2 separate regions of the Sus scrofa genome follow, and region 1 is linked to region 2. The links are chromatin contacts, called in public HiChIP or PLAC-seq maps. All regions are on one chromosome and are shown on one strand. The core of a region is the stretch at or near the end of the contact, and the rest is flanking DNA. Distances in the headings are between cores, read along the strand shown.

Region 1 (4,225 bases), core at 888-3,387, 570 kb before region 2:
CCAAAGATATGACTTGGGTTCGGTATTGCCGTGGCTGTGGTATAGGCCTCAGCTACAGCTCCGATTCAACTCCTAGCCTGGGAACTTTCATATTCTGCAGGTGTACCCGTAACTATTAAAATAAAATTATATATATATATATATATATATATATATATATATCTTAAATTCAGGGGCAAAGACCAAAAACCCAATTGGAAATGACACAGACAGTTCACAAAAATGTTGTAAAAATGTCTCTTCAACATATGAAAAGATGTTTAACCTTACAAGAGAAATACAAAAACAATTAAAAACTGTACGGAGATTCCATTTCTCTCATCGGATTGGCAAAAATTAAAAAGTATAGTACTTTTCAATGGCTAATGCTAATGAAAATTGGTACAACCCATGTGCATATGGAAAGGGGGAAAGCAGAATTGGAGGTATTCACTAGGAACTCATGGTTTTATATCTATAATTATGTACCTATAAAATATGGGTGTGTATATGTAAATACCTAATGTATGCGTATATGTGTATACATACATCTAGTTTCTATCTTTGGTGAGAGATCCTACCAGCAATGACAGCCCAGTAGCAAGAGTAGCCTGTAGCACAGATCTTGGTTTCTAGAGGCCACCCTCCTCTAAGAGGTGTCAGGGGTTCCTTGGAGAAGTGGCTGATTCCAGGGTTGGGGAAGAAAAAATCCAAGATGAATCTAGAATATCTTGTTGTACCATAAAGTAAGGGAGTGCTCAAATATTAAAGAGAACATGCCACAAGGACACAAGAGTTAGACTGAAGGGGCTCCCACTGGCCAAATCAGAGGAAATTTGAGCACTGATATGATTAATATGTATTATTATACTGATTAAATTAAGAATCTTTGAGTTCATAGTGATATAAACAAACACATGAGGAAGAAGGCAAAGTTCTTCCTTACAGTAGTAGAAAGACAACTAATAAATCTATTTAAAGAATGATAGAAAATCACTATAATCACCATTTGGGAACCATCCTAATAATGACTGAAGCAATAAGCCTCAGGGAAGGTTAAAACTAATAAGCGAAAGTTTTAGGAATAACAGAATATATGCATACTCTCAAAGTACCTCCCCATAAAATAATTATTAATTACAGGGGGGAAATAATAACTTTACAGTGGGGAAACGGCCACCTTAAGTTATCAAATAATAAAGTAAATCAACAACACCTGACTCTTAATATGAAGCATCAAGAATACGTTATATTTGCAGTATTTCTGTATAAACCCATAACCTGCGCCTAATCATTAGGAAACAACAACTCTAATGGAGAGATTTTACAATAACTAGACTATACTGCACGTCAAAGATGTTCAATGCATAAATGAAAAATAGAATTAACTCTTTTTAATTAACTCATTTGCACATTTCCAGAGCATTTTTAGCATAAGCTTTTATTTGAAAATTCAGGACATCGGAAGGTGCAGTGCAAGTTCAGTAGTTTCTGGAGCAGTTGGTCAAAGGAGGAATTGTTCCTGCAGATTACCAGCCATGGTTTGGGCAATCTGATTTCTATCCTGAAGGGTAGGGAGGAACAGTTATGGAAAGAGGGACAGGCAAGGGCCACCATGGAAAATTTTGTCCTTAAAGATCTTTTACATGGTTTTTAAAGGAAATTTTCAAGCCTTAACCTAATGAGAGTCAAATAGCTCTTCAACATTCTCTTTTTGGAATTCCCATTGTGGCTCAGCGGTTAACCTGACTAGTATTCCTGAAGACGCAGGTTCGATCCCTGGCCTCGTTCAGTGGGTAAGGATCTGGTATTGCCGTGAGCTGTGGTGTAGGTCACAGATAAGGCATGGATCCCGCCTTGCTATAGCTGTGGAGTAGGCCAGCAGCTACAGCTCCAATTCAATCCCTGCCGTGGGAACCTTCATGTCACCAGTATGGCCCTAAAAAGACACACACACAAATTTCTTTTTACTTAATGCCAATTTTTCTCCTGCTAAATTTCATCGATTCCACCACAGATGACAAGTGGCTGTAACATAAATTAATTTACTTCATGCAGAGAAAAAAAATTCTATGTATGTAAAGAAGGAAACATTCCATATGTTAGAGAATAATTTTCAAAAAATGAGAAAATCATGATCCTTATACACATATAAAATGAATATACATCAAAGATTTTATTTAATTCATTAACGAAGAAACAGAGTGTTAACACCAGTTCCAAGAACAATCCAAGGAACAGATCAGGAATATGAAATAAATGTGTAAGTGGAGGCAAAACTTTTTTCCAAGGTAGTGGCGAGGGTGTCATTCCAATGGATAGAATTAATTTGCATGTGTATAAACAAGAATTAGTTTCCATTGCTCTCAGTTATCTACAACCTATAAATGTGTACAATGAGTCCCATGGAATCAGAAGCAGATAACCTGAAAGGAGCGCAAAATTTCTTCCCCTACAACCAGTAACAGTTATTGTCTGTCTCCAGATAGAGGGAGGAGGCAGAGTCTTGGCTGGCAATGGGAATACACTGGTCATGAGGCTAACTTCCCATGCTTCAATGAGCATGTGGCTAAAGGAATGTTTCTTTCCATCCAGGGACTGTTTCAGGCAAATGAGTCTACTTTGGTTCACCACTTCATTGTGGGGGAGCCAACTCTGAAAGGGCTCGTATCTGGACAAGCTAATGAGCTACTCCCTGGCCACACAGCACTCCAAGGGCAGCCTAACTATAAAGCTGCACCTTCAAAACGGCACCGTGCAGTCCGAGTGTGTACTTGGCCCCTTTTGGCTAAGTGGGGAGGAAGTGGCTTCGCAGGCCTATGCTATTCTTAAAGGAATCTGAAACGCCATTCAGATCTCTGCCTCTTCATTGTTCTACATGCACGAGGCTGGGTTCTTTTGCTAGAAACAATTCTGCTAGAAACGATGCTTTCACGACTCTTAAAACATTATAGCTCAAGATATGGAGTCAGAACTGGGTCTGGGTTACGCCCAAGCAACTCCAAGCTTGTTTACTCCGGAAAAAAGGGGGGGGGAGGGGCAAAATTATGATTCCGAGCCGTCAGAGTTGTGAGATTTAAAGAGATAAGGGCTGTCAAAAATGCTGTGTAAATTGTGAAGAGTTACTAAAAAGAGCAAATTCGCTCCTCTTTTAGGATGCCAAGAGGCAACGAGCATCGCTGGAAAGATGAGACCTTGGCCCTTATCAAGCATCAACGGAGTTACCCTGGAGCACAGCTGCGAGGCTGCCCGAGTTCTACTCGCTGGCTCCTCCCCCGCCACACGGGCCCGGGCCGGGGTTAGAGGCGGCGGGTCTCCGGCGCTGGGCCTCTACTGCCCACGGCCCGCAGGGGGTGAGGTTCAGTGCCGGGGCGGGGCAGCCCCGGCTGCTCAGTTCCTGATTCTATAAGTGGTGCCCGAGGCTGGCGGCGCCACAGGCGCGGGCAACGCGGGCGACGCAAGATGGGCCGGCGAGGCGCTGAGAGTTGGCCCCGAGGCCCCGGGCAGCGGCGGCCGCTCCTCCCCACCGTCCTCCCGCTGGGGCTGCTGCTGTTGCTGCTGCCTCCTCTCGGTTCCAGCATTGGGGCCGGCCGGCCGCCTCACCTCGTCTTCGTGCTGGCGGACGACCTGGGCTGGAACGACGTGGGCTTCCACGGCTCGGAAATCCGCACGCCGCACCTGGACGCGCTGGCGGCCGGCGGAGTGCTGCTGGACAACTACTACACGCAGCCGCTGTGCACGCCATCGCGGAGCCAGCTGCTCACCGGCCGCTACCAGGTACGCAGCGCCCCCGGCGGCCCGCCGGCCCCGCGCCCGGCTCCGCCCCCGCCTCCGGCCGCGGCCCTCCTCCTTCGGCCGCCCCGCTCCGCTCCGATCCGGGCCTGCCCGGCCCGCGAGCTTCCTAGAAGTGGGGCCCGAGACCCAGGCGGCGACAGGCCAGTCGGGGTCGGTCCCCCGATATCAGTCCCAAAGAGGCGGCTTCTCGCCCACGCAGCGATGTCGCAGCTCCTCCCAGGCTCGCGGCGGCCTCTGCGCATGCCCGGTGTCCGGGCGCCCCCTCATCTCCAGGCGCCCCACCTCTCTGGGTGGTTTTTCTGTCTTCCGTTTTCTAAAGGTCGGGGTGAAGGGGATTTTGGCCGATGCTCGTTGCGGGGCCGGTAGCCGGTAGGCAGAAAGGTCAGAATGGACTCTGTGGAGTGGTCCTGAAGGGGACGATGGAGCAGGAGCGAGTCCCGGAGTGGGGCAG
Region 2 (3,671 bases), core at 487-2,986:
GCCAAACTGTCAGATGCTGAATAGATAGCATCAATGAATTATCCGAATTAGGAAAAGCTAACAGGTTCTTAATGGTATACCTTCAAAACATTCGAAAATAACACCATCTGGCAAGTTACGTCTCTTTTAAAACGCCTATGATTTAAGAATAATCCGATTTTCCACGCGGGATGACGAAATACTAAATACTAAACTTCTGGGTGGGGTGGGGATTCTGCTCCAAGTACAACCATATCATCTTTAAAACCTCAAAGTTTCAGGCCAGTTGTATGGTATTTTCTCAAGTGATATTAGAGGCAAAGGAAGAGGTGACAGAGTCGATTCTGCTTTTCTTCGGAGTGAATCAAGTCACCAGTAATAACCAGAATCATTTAATTAAGATAATCCTCTATGAAATTATCAAGCTAACAATCAGAAAAAGGGATGTTTTCCTCTTCCAAGATTCTTAAGAGATCAAACCAGGAGTAAAAAGACGTAAAATCAAGCTGGAAGGGACCACAAATTAAAGTTACTATTGTACACATCCAGAGGAAGTGAACCAAACTCAACCAGTAGTTGGAAACACATTACACGTGCTATGCAACTGCACTCATTAAGAAACCTGGAGCGGTACTTTAAAAAGATAGTTATTTAGATGTTGCATTAATTTAAACACAGATAATGAACATCTTAACCACTTTCCTCTGCCTCTTTCTATACCAAGCTCTTCTATAGCTGGGGTTGATAAAGGTAGACTCAGAAAGAAAGCAGCTCACGTGGAAATGGTATCCTCCACACAGTGCAGCAAACAGCTGACGCACCAGGAGCTTGGAAAATATCCCGTCGTTTACCTCACTAAGAACAGTTAGGTAGGAAGACGATTGTCCACGTGCACTATTGTTTCCAGGTGCTTTTATTTATATTTAACTTATGCTTTGATATCAGGACCTTCAACCTCAGGCAAATGGTGGGGAGGAGGGATGGCAGCGCCGCTGGTGGTATCTGGGCGCAACACAAGTTTAAAAAATAAAAACAAAACCCCCTTTTTTTTTTCTTTTCTTTTTTTTTTTAAACTGCAATGTACTCGATGCCCTCACCTCTCCTCCACGCCGCCCTTCGCCGCCGCCGCCTGGGATCCCCATGACAACCCCTCCCGAGAGTGAGCCCCCCTCCGACACGTCCTGGCCCCCGCCCCGGTCCGGCCAGTCACACTTGCCTGACAGATGACAACTCCACCTGTTCTGGGTTCTCACCCTCCTTGCTCCCGAAAGGCAAACCAGGAAGCCTAAGCCACGGGAATCCCGACTCCCGGGCCAGGGCACGACCCTCTCCAGTCGGGGACGTGGGGAGGGCCGGCCGGATAGGGAGCTTAGCAGGTTCCACTCCGACCCCAAACGAGTGACGCGGGGGCCAAAGCACGACCCCCCAAAGGGGTGCGATGGCCCGGAACCCCTGTCCAAGCGGCTGAGGGGGGCCGAGTGGCAGGCGCAGTGGGCACCAAAGAACTTGTCGGTTTAAACAAACAACCACGCATCGCGGCGGCGGGAGATGCTGGGGACGACGCTCACCTTGAAGGGGTTGTTGAGATCCGGGTCGGCAAACGGGTTACTGTCAAAATCCGACATCTCGCGCTCGGCGTCACCCACCCGACCCAGGCGCAAAGAAGAGAGACGAGGCGAGGCCGCCGCCCCCCTGCGCGCTCACGTCGCCGCCGCCGTCGCCGAGCAGATCCGGGTGCAGCTCGCGAGGCCACCCAGCCGGCCGTGCCACTGAGCATGCCCGGTGCGGCGGGCTCCCGGCCGCCGGCGCAGCTCCTGGTTCGCCGTCCCGTTCTTCCCGGCTGGAATCCAGCGTTCCGGGCTTTAGCTACGACCGGATAGGAACTAGGGGCGGAGGGACCCGAGAGCAGAGGCGGTTTGTGCTCAGCGCCCAACATTGATTCCGCCTCTGGAGGAGCCGAGCGTCTGGCTGGACTCGGTTGTATTATGAATTAAAAATCGGCCCCTGTGCCGAGCGCGACTTAGGAAAAAGGTGGTACTTTTGAGCAAGAAAGACGTACGCTGACCTTACTTCCCAAGGTTGGGAAGGTAGCCCGGGACGTAGACGCCACACCTGGGGAAGGTGTGGCTTTTTAACCGGGGCAGAGAGGCGCAAGGAACTGGAAAATCTCCGCCTCAGTCTCCAAAGATAACGCCCCTTGGGGTCCGGTCTTGGCACACCCCTGACCCCCACCTGGGAATCCCAGCCTCCCGTCTTCCGGTTTTTCCATACTCTAGGTTGTTGCTAAATCACGGAAACCTGTCTTGGCGCTATCGATCCAGACTAGCTCCGCGGAGGTTTGGGAAAGAGAAATTAGGTACCAGGGTCCAGTTCTTGCTACCGTGCTCCGGAGTCTGCAAAATGGCACCTTCGCCGGAAATGACTGTGGGGTAGCACAGGTCCAGAAATCAAGGCCCTCAAGTTAATGTTAATGAATGACAAAAGGATGCCCTTTGTGTTTTCTTTGAAGCCCTCGGGCTCAAAATAATATGCCTCTGATTTTTTCCTGTTCGCTACCCAACACCAGAAAACACCGAAAAATGTATATGTGTAAGGAATTTATTTGTATCATTCATTTGGCCCACCCCTGAACTTGAGAAGACATCGCTTTTGCATCCTCTCATCTTTTTGCACTAACAGCAAAACAGCAGATAAAGCTACAAAAAGCCAGAATTATTTTCACTTGGTAGGGGCCTAAGACTTGGAAGGAACTAGAGTTAGTCTTCTTGGCTTTCCTGCACTTTGCGAAGTCACCTGGGAAATAGTCTCTCCCCACTGTGAAAACACTAGTTGGAGGTGATAGGCAAAAACCACATTTGCTATCAACTCTCTTTGGCGGGATTCGGGTTGGGATATATGACAAGCTGGTCCTAGGCAGCCTACTAGGAGGAGTGTCAGCTAATGAGTAACAGCAGACCAGACTGATGATGGCAGGGCTGCAAGATTGTGGATATGAAAAAAGAGCAAACAATCTATTGTCGTTGCTGTCCTATCCTCAGCAGCTGCCGGGAGTATAGTTTATAGCAGAGTGCTCAAAACATGTGTTTGGTGCAAATCCCAATTCTGATACTACATGTGCTACCCACTTCCTGAGCTTGACCTTGCCCAGCTGATTGGTTTCTCGCCCCACTTCAGCCCTCATGCCCTCCACTTGTCCTCCAAGTGACTCAAATAATCTGCAGCTATTTATTATGCATCTACTAGGTTCCAAGACAATGACGACCAGCTGAGCTTACATTGCCGCCTGGGTATCTCCATCTATGGTTCATTTACAGCTAATGATATTAGCATGTAACCCAAAGATTTACAGACGGTATTGTTAGAGTCACTTAGCATATTTGTTAATGATGCAGACACCCACTTCTCCATATCTCCTATCCCTGAGATTTGGCTTTACAGGATCTAAGGTAGGAGCCCTGGATCTGCATTTTTAATTTTATTTTAGAATGCCTTTATATATAAATATATTCCTTTACCAAAAATGCATAAATGGATTCATAGCATACATACTAATGTTTTCACCTTTTCAAATTTTTTTATTTTTTACTATTAGAAAACAAGGATCATTTTTCTTTTTCTGCAACGTATTTTTCTCACTCAGTAGCAGATAAGCAAGATGTGCACTGGCAAAGAGATAGTTTAAGGTTTCTTAC

The links. HiChIP or PLAC-seq counts read pairs in DNA pulled down with a chosen protein or histone mark.
Region 1: an H3K27ac HiChIP or PLAC-seq map of alveolar macrophages shows a contact between it and region 2. The contact joins the promoter of ARSB here to the promoter of SCAMP1 in region 2. A contact is called at or near these places in 1 of 5 promoter capture datasets (fetal liver), 2 of 47 Hi-C or Micro-C datasets (fetal skeletal muscle and skeletal muscle) and 2 of 2 datasets of contacts at active chromatin or transcription factors (alveolar macrophages and skeletal muscle).

What each region holds. Positions count from the first base shown.
Region 1 is chr2:87,777,465-87,781,689 of Sscrofa11.1, reverse strand. It overlaps ARSB (arylsulfatase B), which reads left to right and starts at 2,137. Exons shown (of 8, transcript XM_021084478.1): 1 at 2,137-3,756. The coding sequence starts at 3,442. It overlaps LOC110259405 (a long non-coding RNA gene), which reads right to left. Exons shown (of 2, transcript XR_002341753.1): 1 at 3,583-4,225; 2 at 1,342-1,918.
Region 2 is chr2:87,208,904-87,212,574 of Sscrofa11.1, reverse strand. It overlaps SCAMP1 (secretory carrier membrane protein 1), which reads right to left and starts at 1,736. Exons shown (of 9, transcript NM_214245.1): 1 at 1,548-1,736. The coding sequence starts at 1,604.